2 separate regions of the Mus musculus genome follow, and region 2 is linked to region 1. Evidence: chromatin contacts called from public promoter capture Hi-C data. All regions are on one chromosome and are shown on one strand. The core of a region is the stretch at or near the end of the contact, and the rest is flanking DNA. Distances in the headings are between cores, read along the strand shown.

Evidence for each region. Promoter capture Hi-C pulls out the DNA fragments that hold promoters and counts their contacts.
Region 2: a promoter capture Hi-C map of pre-B cells shows a contact between it and region 1. The contact joins the promoter of Mrpl17 here to the promoter of Trim68 in region 1. A contact is called at or near these places in 3 of 39 promoter capture datasets (cranial neural crest, frontonasal cranial neural crest and pre-B cells).

The regions. Positions count from the first base shown.
Region 1 is chr7:102,683,243-102,690,316 of GRCm38.p6, forward strand. Trim68 (tripartite motif-containing 68) reads right to left here and starts at 4,085. Exons shown (of 7, transcript NM_198012.4): 1 at 3,899-4,085; 2 at 806-1,269. The coding sequence starts at 1,231.
Region 2 is chr7:105,807,249-105,814,322 of GRCm38.p6, forward strand. It overlaps Mrpl17 (mitochondrial ribosomal protein L17), which reads right to left and starts at 3,839. Exons shown (of 3, transcript NM_025301.2): 1 at 3,560-3,839; 2 at 3,202-3,270; 3 at 1-2,896. The coding sequence starts at 3,733. The coding sequence ends at 2,609.

The DNA of each region.
Region 1 (7,074 bases), core at 2,835-5,334:
CCAACGCAGATGTATAACTCTCGTTTCCTTTTTCAGAACCGGATCTGCCTATATGCTGCCAGGCTTCCTGCCATGACAATGGACTAAACCTCTGAACTGTAAGCCAGCCCTAATTAAATGTTTTCTTTTATAAGACTTGCTGTCATCATGGCCATGGTGTCTCTTCACAGCAACAGAAACCCTAACTAAGACATCTCTCTTCAACTAACGTAACTGAAAGTCAGAAAAGACCTGATAATATGGATACTGTGAGAATTAACATATGCTTAGTATACATAAGCATGCCTGGCAATTGGCCAACCAATCTGAAGTGACTCATCTGTGATCCCTTCTTGCTCCAAAATAATGTTATCACGATCCAAAATTACTAGGCCTGAGTTGTGTTTATGAAATAGAAGGTTAAAATGAATCAGCTAATGCCAAGTAACTAGACATGCATGGTCCTGGTAAAGCAAGCTTGCAGGTTCTTCACTAATAAATAATAATAAATAATAGTCATCACATGTAAACTCATTTAAGTCACCTACAACTCCATCTGAAACCAAGAGTTTACTTCAATATCTCAACACCAAACACATCCTCTGGTTAGGTATTTCCATGTTAAGACTCAAGATGGGACACAGAGGAAATGGGAGAGAAGAAAACCAAAGAGAGTCATGAGTGAAGGAAAAGATATGGCTCAGAACATTAGATGTAAGGATCTGTAGCTACCAGGGGCCAGGGATCAGCTTTTAAAGACAGGCATCTAATATAGAGAGGGACAGATGAGAGGCAGAGGACAGGCTGGCCTGGTTCTACTATTTACCTTATATTCCCAGGCAACATCCTTTATGGGTACAACACTGTGGGCTTCATGCTCTGGGGACTGCTTACAGGCCTCGCAGGTTACCATATCATCCTCCTTGCAGAACATGGTTAGCTGTTCCTTGTGGAGATCACACACATCGGTCTTTAGTCCCATTTCCATACAGAAGCCTAGCAGACGGACCTTGTCTACAACACTGGCCAGCTGCCAATTGGGACGGAGTTTCCTTGGCTTCACGGGAGCTCGACAAAGGGGACAGGTGTAGCTCAAGTTCTGGGACTCTCCTGGGAGCTTCCAGAGTCCAGAGAGGCAGCTGTGGCAGAAAGTGTGGCCACAGCTGATGCTCACAGGTTCCCTGAGGAAGGTCATACAGATAGGACAGTTCACTTCTTCCACAATGGCTTCCATTAACACTGCAGGATCCATGGTTGCAAGTGACAGTCGTCTCAGAACATGAATGAAGGCTGCAAAGAAGAGAAAAAAAACAAGAGAAGAAGGCAATGACTGTAAGTTCTCCCCCAAAACTGTAATTAGTAATTAAAAAAATACACTTTAGAACCTTTCTCCATTGTATATAATAAGCACTGGCCTCAACTAAAGCTATTACTGGGCAACATTGTGCACACCACAGCCATAGAAGGAACAACTAGAGATGGTTAAGAAAGTGGGGTTAGAGGATTTTTTAATTTATTTGCTCAGTTCTCCTCTTGGTTTGTCTGACCCTATCATTCACCCTCTAATCATGCTGCAGAAATGAACATAATCTCCCTGGGAGAGGACAACTTATTATAAAATGTGATATTCCAACATTCAGGAAAAAAAAAAACCTCCACAAAATAGTGTTAGCCTTCCTCTGATACCTTTTGTGCACACTTAAATCTGTCAAGGTGCAAACCACAAATGCCGGCAGCTCCCTGCCTACCTGTGCAGTGTTTCTTATGTTGCACACTGAAGTGTAAAACAGAAGTGCAACAGCTGTTCTTCACTGTGTCCTGAAAAATCACTATCTGCCTCTCCTGCGTCAAGCTGCCACCATTCACCACATACCAAGATGTGCTCCTGACGGTGCACAGATGCATGTTAGAAGCAAGAGGGGAAATCACCACCCTTGAAAGGATAAAACCAGGATCACTTAATGATAGACTGATGTATACTGATGACTTCTGTCCAGGCCACGTGTGGGTATGGAGTTTGAATAATGAGTGGCTTAGGGTTGTTGGTATACTTGGCAATATTTATTAATTCATCCTGTATATATTTAGTAACCTAGATAGACTGTGTAAAGGGGTGATTTACACTGGCTTTAAATACTACTGTATCTTTAGGATCTAAATAGTGCTTACCAGGCAACTAAATGCTGAACATGTGTCTGGCAAATACATCAGGGTTAGGGAATAGTTTCTATATCCCAAATGCTTTTACAGTAACAAATATATAGTGATATATTTAAAATATAAGGCAAAATAACAGAAAACACTCTTGAGTATCAGGCTGAGTACCAGACATGGCTTTGTGCACTTTACATGGATAATTGGTATTCCATAACCTGGGACAGAAACTGTTACTGATCTCATTTTATAGGTGATTGATTGGCCCAGGTTTCCAATATTCTACTTCGGGAAAATCACCCATCTTCCCCAGCTTCAGGGTAGAGGACAAATTCAAAAGCAGAGAGGAAGAAACCACTGTGTTGAGTCTGGCAGAAGGGCGTTTTGTAGGAACGAGAGCAGAAGCCTGTAGGACTGAGATCAGGTCGTCCTCAGGTTGTTACTCCTTCTTGCTGTTTCCCCTGCTTTCTGTCTCTCTGCTTCCACCGTCTCCACCCAGCCATGAGATCCAGAATCCTAAGATCCAGTTGTGCACTAACGAATACTGAACTCAAAGGCCCATGTACGCTCCAGCGGAGGGATCATGGAGTAAGCATCCTCCTTTCACCCCCTCACCCCCTCGACTGTTCTGAAATGCTGGGGATTTAACAAGAATCTCAAGCATGCTAGGCAGATGCCTAAGTCTTCTTACTCTCCCAACTGCACCCGTGGCAGCCATATTCTCCTCAGTGCTATGTGCAGTGCTTGGACCCGGGGTCTGTTCATTTTACCCTATTTGGAATCACACTCTTCCAACTGAGACTGTTTCCACGATCTCACTGTTGATATCATTTACCAGAGTCTGTGGGTTTCTTAATTCACACACTAGAAATTTACTATTCATATTTTCTGTTTTTCTTACAATATCCTAATGTCGTGGTACGTTTAATACAGAGTTATCTTCAGTTTTGCTCAGTGTATTCTTGATGCCAACAACAGTGTCTCAATACTTGTTAAATGCATGAGAATTCAATGTAAATGTTTAGGCATAGCTGATAGTAGAGGTGTTAATATCTTCATCTAAGGCAGTGTGCATGTGTCCACCTGTTCATGCTTTGGTGTCAAAAGCACTACTTAAAGCTACAGAAAACCAAAAAAACCCCCAAACAACAACAACAACAACAACAACAACAACAACAACAACAACAACAACAACCAGACAAAACAGCAGATGAAAATTTGGAAGACACTGGCAGTAGGAAAGCGAGGCAAAGAAAGATAGAAATGATAAATCAAGATAAATCACAAAAATGTAGTGGAAGCATGTTAGTTCTATACATTGCCTCAAAAAATGTAAACATGGGAAAGATGTCAAAGATCTGGAGATAAATACAGTTTTCCAATAGAGGATCTCCAATAGAGATCTTTTATCAAACATAAATACTTGGTCAAAAGTTTGACTCATTAACTGCTCAGACCTGTCCAACCTGTAGCTGAGGGCAGCTGTGAATACAGGCCAAACACAAAACTGTAAAATGTTAAGTTTCTTTATGCGATTTTGTTCTCCAGAGTGAACTTTGTAGACTACAATATCAAAAGGTTGCACCTAGCAACCAGTGCCTCCACGGTCCTCAGGGCCGCGAAGGGAGGGGGAAGAGCCTGGAAGCGGCAGAAACCAGCCTCGGGTCTGGAAGCAGTGGCGGTCCGTGCCTTCCTGACCTTCGGGCACTAGGCAGTTCCCCAGGGCGGTGGGATTGGGAACAGGGGAGGGTAAAGAGGGCAGGACCTGTGTTGTCCTCCAAAGAGGTCTGCTGTCGCCTCCTTCTCTAAGCAGCTGTGGAGGCGCGGGGCTCCAGCGGTCCAATCCGCAGCGTAGGAAGCAGCGGGGCGCTCGCCCGCCGCCGGAAGCCGCGATAGCAGCGGGGGCGAGGGACCCAAGGCAAGAGCCGCGCCCGGAGCTGCAGGACCCACCCACTGCGCCGGAACCGACGAATCACTTCTGCACTCAGAGTGGCCTGATTGGCTGTTCGCTTGCCACGTTTCCTGGTTGAATTCAGCTACCTAGCGTGGGTGCGCAGCCGGGCTTCCTTAAGTGGCACCTTTACGCATTGGAATCCGCAGTTCCCTGGAACACGAGCTGCAAGTGGCTGCTCCAGGTTTCAGACAATTAAGCAAAAGTTTTAATAAATGCTTCTGTTTTTCCTGGCTAACTCTTGACACTTACATACTTTTGGTAGCTCCTCATTGCAACAAACTAGTTTCAGAGTTAGAAAACATATTAAATTACGAAGTCCTGATCATAAGCTGCCAGTAAAAAAATCTTTTTAAAGCAGTGTGTAAGCTTTCCTCTCGTCCAACCGCAGAGACACACAAGACCAAGCGTGTTAAATCATAGACCTGGATTTTTCTTTGTAGTTCTTTGGTTCTTTTTCGGATACTGGGACTTTTACTGAGTAAGCAAGAGAAGACACTCAGTGACATATGGGAAGTAACGAAAAAAATTCCAGATGAATCCAGCTTCCAGTGATATGTTTATCGTTGGGACCCATGCTCTTTGAATTCCATGACAATGTCAGAGCTGAGGACATGGTTGACATTCTTCAGGGTGACACCCAGAAAATTATTGAAAATAGACAGGACCAGCACTGTAGGGGGAGAGGGAGGAACTGAGATTTGAACTGAGCCTCTGCTTCTTGGTAGAGACAAATGACTGACCTTATGTCACAGTGAACAGATGGATTCAAAGAAGACATTTAAAAAATACTAATTGAGCATGCATACAAAGAGACCTGGATTGCAAGACTGGGTCATACATTCTCTGCCTTAAAGTCAACCAAGTTCAAGGGAATTGAAATCAAAAGGGGACATCTTTTTCATTTGTAATTGAATGTGTTTGTAACTATGACTGACTCTCAAAGGCCCTGAGAATAGGACACCATAGAGTGACTGGGGGAAGAGGCTCTTGCTTATGAGGAGCACTTTGGACTTAAAAGTTTTGAAGACACGATCAAGTAACCTCATTGGCTGATGAACTTATACAGAATAAAAATAAGAACAGGAGAAGACTGGCTTCCAGGAAGCTAGGAGAAGGGTCTCTAAGCCCATCCCTACAGTGACACACTTCTTCCAACAAGGCCACACCTACTATTGTTAGACCCCGAAACTGGGGAGACTTCCGCTCAAGTCCCGGGATGAGCTGGCCAGCACTCCAATAACTCGAGAGAAAACCACACCTGATGCAAAACTGCAAGAGGCTTTATTGTCAGCTGAGGATGAGCTCCCTATCGGTAACAGTAGGGGGCTTTTAGAGGAAAAACGTGAGGAATTGGGAGGAGTTGGGAGGATGAGTTGGCTACAGCTCATCTCTGGCGGGTGTCCTTGGTAAAATTACAAGGCATGAGGAGTGGGGAGTGAGTTGTAGCTCTTCTTTGTGGAGTCTATCTCCGTGTCCTTGGCACAGGGAGCCAGGCAAGTACCTGGCTAGGTCTTTTTACAATTATCACAACTCTGGTTGTAAGGTATAGAAACAAAAAGGCTTTTTTGCTGGCTATAGAGAACAAAGAGCTTCTTTCTGGCTGTATTTTTAGAAATCAGGGAAAACAAGCTTGGGGGAGACGCTTTAAGTCGGGGTCTCACACTATTAGTGCCACTCCCTGGGCCAAGCATATTCAAACCAACACACACACACACACACACACACACACACACACACACACACACACAGAGAGAGAGAGAGAGAGAGAGAGAGAGAGAGACAGAGACAGAGACAGAGACAGAGAGACAGAGAGATTGATTTAGATGATTTGTATGATAGGTTCTGGGTATTAAAAAAACAACCATTAATATCTTTTATAGCAATGGTTCTCAACCTGTGGGCTATAATCCCTTCAACAAACCTCTATTTCCAAAATTATTTACATTATGACTCACAACAGTAGCAAAATTAGAGTTATGAAGTAAGAGTGAAAATAATTTTATGTTTGGGGTCACTACAGCACAAGGAACTAACTGTCTTAAAGGGTTTCAGCATTAGGAAGGTTGACAATCACTGCTTTGGAGCCAAAGAATTCAGTGGCTACTCTGTCCACAGAGTTGGTGTCTCAGCATTGAAGACACAGGACACAGGACTCGCCTCCCTCCCTCCTTCCCTCTCTTCCTCCCTCCCTCCTTTCCTCACTTTCCCATTCCCAAAAGAGTCTCTGATCTTTTATATTGAGACCATGTTGGAAGGCTGAAGAACCTTGAGTATAATATCAGTGGAGCATGGCAAAAGTAATGACAGATGCACTCAGGAAGAAGTGAAGGTGGGCAGGCACACACTGGATTTTCCTTAACCCTCTCTACATAGGGCTGCCTGTTAGAAGGTGCCACCCAATCTGAGAATGGATGTTCAGCTAATCTCTGGAGTCATTCTCACAAATACAATCAGAAGAGTATTTTTCAGGTCATTCTAGATCCCATTAAATTTATAATCAAGAACAACCATCACATGTTTCTCCTTTGACACCCCACCACTTCTTATGTTACACTTAATTTCCAAATAAAGACAATAACAATGGTTGTAATGAGGCATAATTGATAGGGTGCTTGCCCAACATGTATGAAGGCCTGGGTTTGAATCCCAGTCCCACATAAGTTGGTCATGGTGGTACACAGATATAATCCTTAAAGTTGGGATGTTCAGTAAGCAGATCAGAAGTTCAAGTTTATCCTGAGCTACAGAGCTACCGATCCTGTCTTTTTAAAATTTTATTTTATTTTTTTGAGACACGGTTTCTCTGTATAGCCCTGGAACTCACTTTGTAGACCAGGCTAGCCTCAGAAATCCACCTGCCTCTGCCTCCTGAGTGTTGGGATTAAAGGCTTGTGCCACCAAGCCTGGCCCGATCCTGTCTTAAATGAAACAAACTAGGTATCTATGAGAACCCGTCTTAAAACAAACAAAAGACAATGGTGTCATAG
Region 2 (7,074 bases), core at 2,589-5,088, 3.1 Mb after region 1:
AAAAATGATAGGTAGGTATTGGGTTCATAGTGCTAAACTTTTAAGTAAGTGTGTTAGGTTTTTTGGGTGGGTGAGGGACATTAGTTTGTCAACCTTATTGTAAAGAATTGAAACCCTCCCCCCCAATCCTTACCATGAGTATGGCAATATGTACCTTCAATCTCAGCACAAGGGAGGCAGAGGCAGGAAGATCTCTAAGTTCAAGGCCAGCCTAGCCTACAGAGTGAGTTCCAGGACAGCCAAGACTACACAGAGGATCCATGTTTGTGTAGATCAAAATCTGGAACTCGATGTGGAGAACCACTCTTTCGAAGCGATGAGAAGGGCTTGGCTTGGTATTTAGGCAATGTCTACTCAAAGGCAGTTATTTACAAATACAGGCAGATTAACAAAGCCTTCAGTAGATGTCTTAGGATTTGTCAACTTTGGGGGGCCAGATTATTAGATATGTAGTGCCCTGTACAACTGTGAGCTCCTTGACTGCTGATGCTTCACTTTTAGCCAGGGTCAGATTTACTGCAAATATGCTTGAAGTATGCAATCTCTAGTATGTAAGGTGATGCTGGAGATTCGGATGCTTCTAATAGAAGGGGTAGAGATACAGCTCAGAAGGCACTTGCTACTAAGTCTGATGACCTGTCTTCCATACCTAGGAACCACAGGTTGGAAGAACTTGGGAAAGCTGTCCTCTGGCCTCTATCTGCATTCTGAGATGCATGTACCCTCCCTACTCAATAAAGAAGTATAAAACATTTAGGGAAATATTAAAGCTCCAAATGGTGGGTGTTCAAAAAAAAATCTGAGAGCCCTTTCATATTTTACCTGTTGCAAAGTCTTCCAAGATTTGGTTTTAAGGGAAGGGCTTTTCCTAGAACAAGTCATGACTCAGGCATCTAACTTGTAAATGCTCAAAAGATAGGAAAAGGGATAAAGATTTACAAAAAACATGTCAAGTTCTATGCAGAAGGAAGAGTGACAGCTCTGCCGGGACCAGGTGATTTAGTGTAAGCAGCTGTAGGGCAAAGAGTCTTAGAATAGTGTCACTGAAGCTAATGTCTTTCTGCTTCCACAGTGACCTTCTACCTTCAGGTGCTGCACTAATTGTTCAGGAGAACTTCTTTCCATGACTCCCTGGTCAAGTCTCTGAACATACAGAACAGCAGCCAGGATGGGTCATATCCCATATTTAGTGGATATAAATAAGCTCCATGCTTCTCACATACCCTGGCCATTCTGAAACAGGATTTCCTCTTTCTGGGTTCCCACAGAGGTCCACTTTTGGCAACAAAAGCTTCCAGGAAATTCCCAGCAGGCTTAACTTTCTAATGCATCACTCTCTATCAACCTTCCTCTTCACACCCTCTAAGAGGAAGGAACTTATCCGGAAGGCCAACATCCTGGCAGATGCCTACAGCCCTATCTATGATCAGGGTGGTGATACATCTATTTGAGTCCACATTCAAAACCCATTCAGACATTGAGTGAAACAAATGTGACCTTGCCTAGAAACAATTCTCAGTTTTAGGGGTACCATGTTATTTGAAGATTCCTGTACAGAGGCTCACACAGCTAGTTATCAGGAAGCAATCTCTTGGGACTGAATGCTTGCTCTCATAGTAGCCTGTCAAAATCCTGTTAAGAAGGGGGTTAGAAGCTCAGGCGGCTGCACCCTCCTTTGTGGATGGACAGACAGTGGTACAGCCATTGGTAAGACACACACATGCTCCTGTAAGCAGGACTAATGAAACTCGCCAGGACATAATCACACACATAAAAAGACATCAAGTGGAAGGGGGACTAGTTGAAATAGGCAGGACAATAGGGTGCATGCATGTGGTGGTAAGCATGGTCAAAAGACATTGGTAGATATGTATGAAGATGCCAAGGTGAAACCTAGTCTCATAGGATTCATAAAGATTCTCATGTATAACTTATAAAAGCAAAAAAGGAATTCCAACGGTGGGTCTCTATGCTGGACGTCAGCCAGTCACCATAGGAAGATGGTTTGGAATCAAGAGGTACAGGGCCCATCTAAATTAGTGTTGAGATAAGCAAACTGAGCCAGGAGGTAGTGCCCCATACCTTTAATCCTAGTACTGAGGAGGCAGAGGCAGGTGGATCGCTTAGTTCAAGGCCAACCTGGTCTACAAACAGAGTTCTAAGACAGTCAAAGAAACTGTCTCAGAAAAAACAAAACCAAAGCAAACTGGCACTGTGTGGTGGTGAACACTTGGGAACACAGGGACAGGAGGACTGCTGCATGGTGGATATAGTCTGGATTACACAGCAAGATCCCCTCCCCTCCAACAAACAAGCAAAACTAGACCTAGAATTTAGAACCTAAGTTGTGAATTTACTGTCTTAGGAGGCTGAGCATCTGGATGCCTCTTACTTTCCATAAATCCTAGGGAAGGACAAGAAAGTCAATATCTTATATTCATATTAAGACTTTTATCTTCTGTGCAAAGAGGATCGTGTGAGTCAGCAGGGAGGTCTGGGTCTCATTATGAGGGGGCTTTACAATGCTACTTCCAGGCCTCACACACTACACGAGCTCCAAGACCCACGAACACGGGCACCACACCTATGCACCACTCTCCAGCTCCAGTTAAGTCTTTGGTGTTTGAACTGTACAGGAGCTGTGGAGGCTTGCGTCCTGGTTATGGTGCAGGTCCTGCTGCAGTCCCAGGAGCAGCTGGTTTAGGAGAGTAAGGTTGCTGTCTCTGTGAGGCAGAGGCAGGGGAGGGAGGTAGTTCCCTTTATATTCTATCACCGCCATCTTGGCCCGATCTTGCTCCTTCCGATTCGGGATCTGTAGCATTCTTGTGTAGTTCCCATTCTGACCTTGGAACCGAGGCGCTAGCACTTTAAACAGCTTTGGGATCAAGTCCTTCTCCTAGATGGGGAGAGTTAATCAGAAAAAATAGTCACAACTGTAGAGGCATTTAACTATAGATTATTCCCAGAGGTAGGGTTCAAAACCATCTTCACAGGCTTTCCCACCACCCATTCAGGTACCAAGTTACACAGAAACACTTACAGGAAGTTATGCGGATGCTCATTTTACCCAAGTCAAATAAGAGAAATACGTGTCTAAGGTAGTTCGCAAGTCTGGTACATAAAAGAATGCCCTGCCTTCAATCTGCCAGGTACCCGGTTCTCTAAGGATTCCTTCCTCACTAGCAGGTAGGGAGCACTCACTGTGAGCCAGAAGTCAGCCATACGCATGGCTCGTTCGTTGGTGTCGCCCAGCTTTCCATAATCGATGAGCTGTGAGGACAAAACACATGGATGCAAGACGAGTCAAGAACCGAGGCGCCCACCTTACTCTTCTGTCTTACCTTCATCCAACCATCCCACCAGCTAAGCTAATTCTGGGCGCTCCTTCCTTCGGAGCCCCAACCAGCCTTCCATTTGCTGCGCAGGAGTGACGCGTTCAGCTGAGTGCCACACGGGAATTCGCTACCGTGGAAAGTTCTCCCAGCGTGGCCCTACTCCCCACACACGGCCAGAGCGGCGGTCTGAGGCTGGACCCGGCGGTGAATAGCTTGGCTCTCACCTTCTCCGCGTAGCCCCTCATCTCGTCCGCGCGTGCCCATGTCGCCTCGATGCGTTCGTGGCGAACTAGGCCCGTGAGCAAGTTCCGCAGCAGATGGATGCGGGACTCCGGACCCAGGCCCAGGCGGCGGTAGACGCGGCCGTGGGAGATAGCGGCAGCCAGCGACAACCTCATGCTCTCACCTCAGCCCCTCCTCTCGGGGGCCCGGAAAGGGAAACTCCGAGCTGTGTGTGCGCGCGCGGGGAGAGGGGGAGCAGAGGGGCGGAGGCACGTCTCAGAGGACGCATGCGCAGTAACTCGGCGCGTGGCTACCGCGTTTGCGCGTGCGCATCAGAGCCTGCCTAGCTGGCAGTCTGAGGGAGGGCGGCCCGACGTGTTGACGTTTCTGGAGCGACGAGCTGGGCGGGCCTCAAGGTCTGCGGTGCTCTGTGGCGAACTGGGATCTCGGCGCCCCCTGCCGGGTTTCTCTTGCACTGCGTCGGCTGGCTGGGGCGTTCTTGGAGGAGGCGCCTTCCGGGCGGAGCATGCCGGGAAAGTGAGTACCTGAGGAGAACTGCGTCAGAGGGGTGGGCCTGTGGTGGAATGTGGCGCTCTTGCCTGAGGAGTTGCAGTCCTGGCTGGTTTTGTGACGATGCCAGTTTAAACCCAGTCTTTATTAGTGATAGTGAGATAAATTATGTCCAGGAAAGCTGCAGGTATTATGTTCTTTTATTGACATAAATAAAAACCTAAGTTAGCACTAAAAGCTAAAGTAATGGACAAATACCTGACATTTAAAAAAAAAAAATTATTCTTTTCTCATACAATATACCCAGACTGCAGCCTCCTCTCCCATCACTCCTCCCAGCCCCCACTCTCCTTTCTCCCCTTTCTCCCCCTAGAAAAGAGCAGACCTCCTAGGGACATCAACCAAAGCACAATAAAACCAGGCACAAGGGGGTGGGGCAAAAAACAAACAAACAACAACAACAACCAACAAAAAAACAAAAACCAGGCACAAACCCTAACATCAAGTGTGGACAAGGAAACTCACTAGGAGGAAAAGAGTCCCAAGAGCAGGCAAAAAAGTCAGAGACATCCCATCTCCCACTATTAGGAGTCCTCCCAAAAAACCAAGCCAACAAACTATAACACATTTGCAGACAACCTAGGGCAGAACCTTGAGGGCTCCATGATTGCCCCTTCTTTGAGCTTCCATAAGCCCTGCTCAGTTGATTCTACAGGCTGTCCTCACCTGTGTTCGACCCCTCTGGCTCCCACAATTATTCTTCCTTGTCTTCTGCTGGGTTTCCCGAGCTCCAAGGGGCGGGACCTTATGTAGGCCTCCAACCCAGGTTCTTTCTCCTCTTAATGTTTGTCAGTGGGCCTCTACATCTCCCATCAGCTGCAAGAGGCAGCCTCTCTGATGACGACTGAGTTAGGCACCAATCTATGAATCTAGCAGAATATCACTAGGAACCATCTCATTGAATTTTTTTTATTTATTTTCGGCACTACAGTTTGGTTCTTCCCTAGGTCTCTGGGTGGATGAATACTTTTTCTTAAAAAAAAAGTTCTGTGTGTTTGTGTGTGTGTGTGTTCCCTTCCATTGCTCAGCATCCTTATGGCTCTTTGAAAACAGTTTTCTGGGAGGAATTGGGTGAAAATATAGTCTAGCTCTAGTATTTAACAAAATGATGATCATATTAGGGCTTATTTAAAATGAATTCATCACAGTTGGAGTTACTAGGACAGAACAAATAACACATTTCAAATGGAAAAGGAGTAATTTTTAAAATAGTTTCATTTTAGAAAAATAAGTTTATGATCATATACAATATGAAGAAGTTGAGGTGGCTCAGCGCTAAAGAGGGACCCAGAGTTTGATGGAATCAACCTAACCCTTCAGATGGTGTTTCACTCTGGAAATAGTGATGAGCAGTTTCCAACTTGGCTTACATTCTTCTTGGTGTTCTGTCCCCTCCCTGCTTCATTTCCTTGTATTCTTAGCGAGGTGAACTGCCTGTTGCTGAAATTATAAAGTCCTTCAAGGTCAGAGAGGAACTGATTCATGCATTTGGCCTTCTTTCCTCTTTCCTCTTGCCTCTGCCATCAAGCCCGCTGCACTCTGTTTTTTTTTTTTTTTTTTTCTTTTCTTTTCAAGCAGTTCTTGGCATCAGCAATAGTGTTTGGGTTTGGTGTCTGTAGATGGTATAGATCCCTAGGTGGGGTGGTTTTGTTCCCACATTTCTATGTATGTTCTTTTGGGTCTAGGTTACCTAACTCAGGATGATATTTTCTAGTTCCATCCATTTGCCTGAAAAATTCATGAAGTCATCATTTTAAATAGCTGGGTAGTATTCCATTGTATAAATGCACCACATTTTCTGTATCCATTCCTCTGTTGAGGGACATCTGGGTTGTTTCCAGCTTCTGGCTACTATAAGTAAGGCTACTATAAAGATAGTGGAGTATGTGTCCTTGTTATGTGTTGGAGCATCTTTTGGGTATGTGCCCAATAGTGGTGTAGCTGGGTCTTCAGGTAGAAATATTTCCAATATTCTGAGGAACAACCAGATTGATTTCCAGAGTGCCTGTATCAGCTTGCGATCCCACTAGCATTGGAGGAGTGTTCCTCTTGGATTGCAACCCAATAGGAAAAACAACAATTTCAAGTAACTGGACCCAGCAGAGCTCCCAGGGACTAAACCACCAATCAGAGAGTATACATGGGTGAGTCCATATACATATGTAGGAGAGGATTGTCTTATCTGGCGTCAATGGGAGGGAAGTTGCTTGGTTCTGTGGAGGCTTGTTACCCCAGCGAAGGGGGATGCTAGAGGGGTGAGTACCTTCTTAGAGGCAAAGGGGAGAGGGGATGGGATGGGGGGTTTGGATAGGGGAGACCAGAAAGGGGGAACAACATTTGAAATGTAAATAATTGGGGCTGGAGAGATGGCTTGGCAGTTAAGAGCACTGACTGCTCTTTTGAAGGTCCTGAGTTCAAATCCCAGCAAAGACATGGTGGTTCACAACCATCGGTAATGGGATCTGATGCCCTCTTCTGGGGTGTCTAAAGACAGCTACAGTGTACTTACATAAAATAAATAAATAAATCTTAAAAAAGAAATGTAAATAAATAAAATAATCAATAAAAGTAGTAGTGCAAATGAACTAGTGCAGATCTTATGTAGTAACATGATTAAATACCATAAACATAATATTCAGTAAAGGCAGTAAGTGCAAAGGACAATACTGTATTATTAAACTGCCTGTTTAAAACAAGATCTGATCTGTGGTGTTAAATTCCCCTTGGTAAGTGAAAAAAGGACAAGTGTTTAGAAGAGAGCATGGGATAGGAACGTGGGTGTATTGGTAATGTTCTATAACTTGACCTGGATGGTCCAGGAAGGAGCATGTTTGTCTTGTCGAAAAATCACTGAATGAAACATATATAATTTGCATATTAATTTTAGTATAACTATTGTATTTTAGTTAAAAATGTAAAAGAGACTATTTATACCTATAGGCTTATA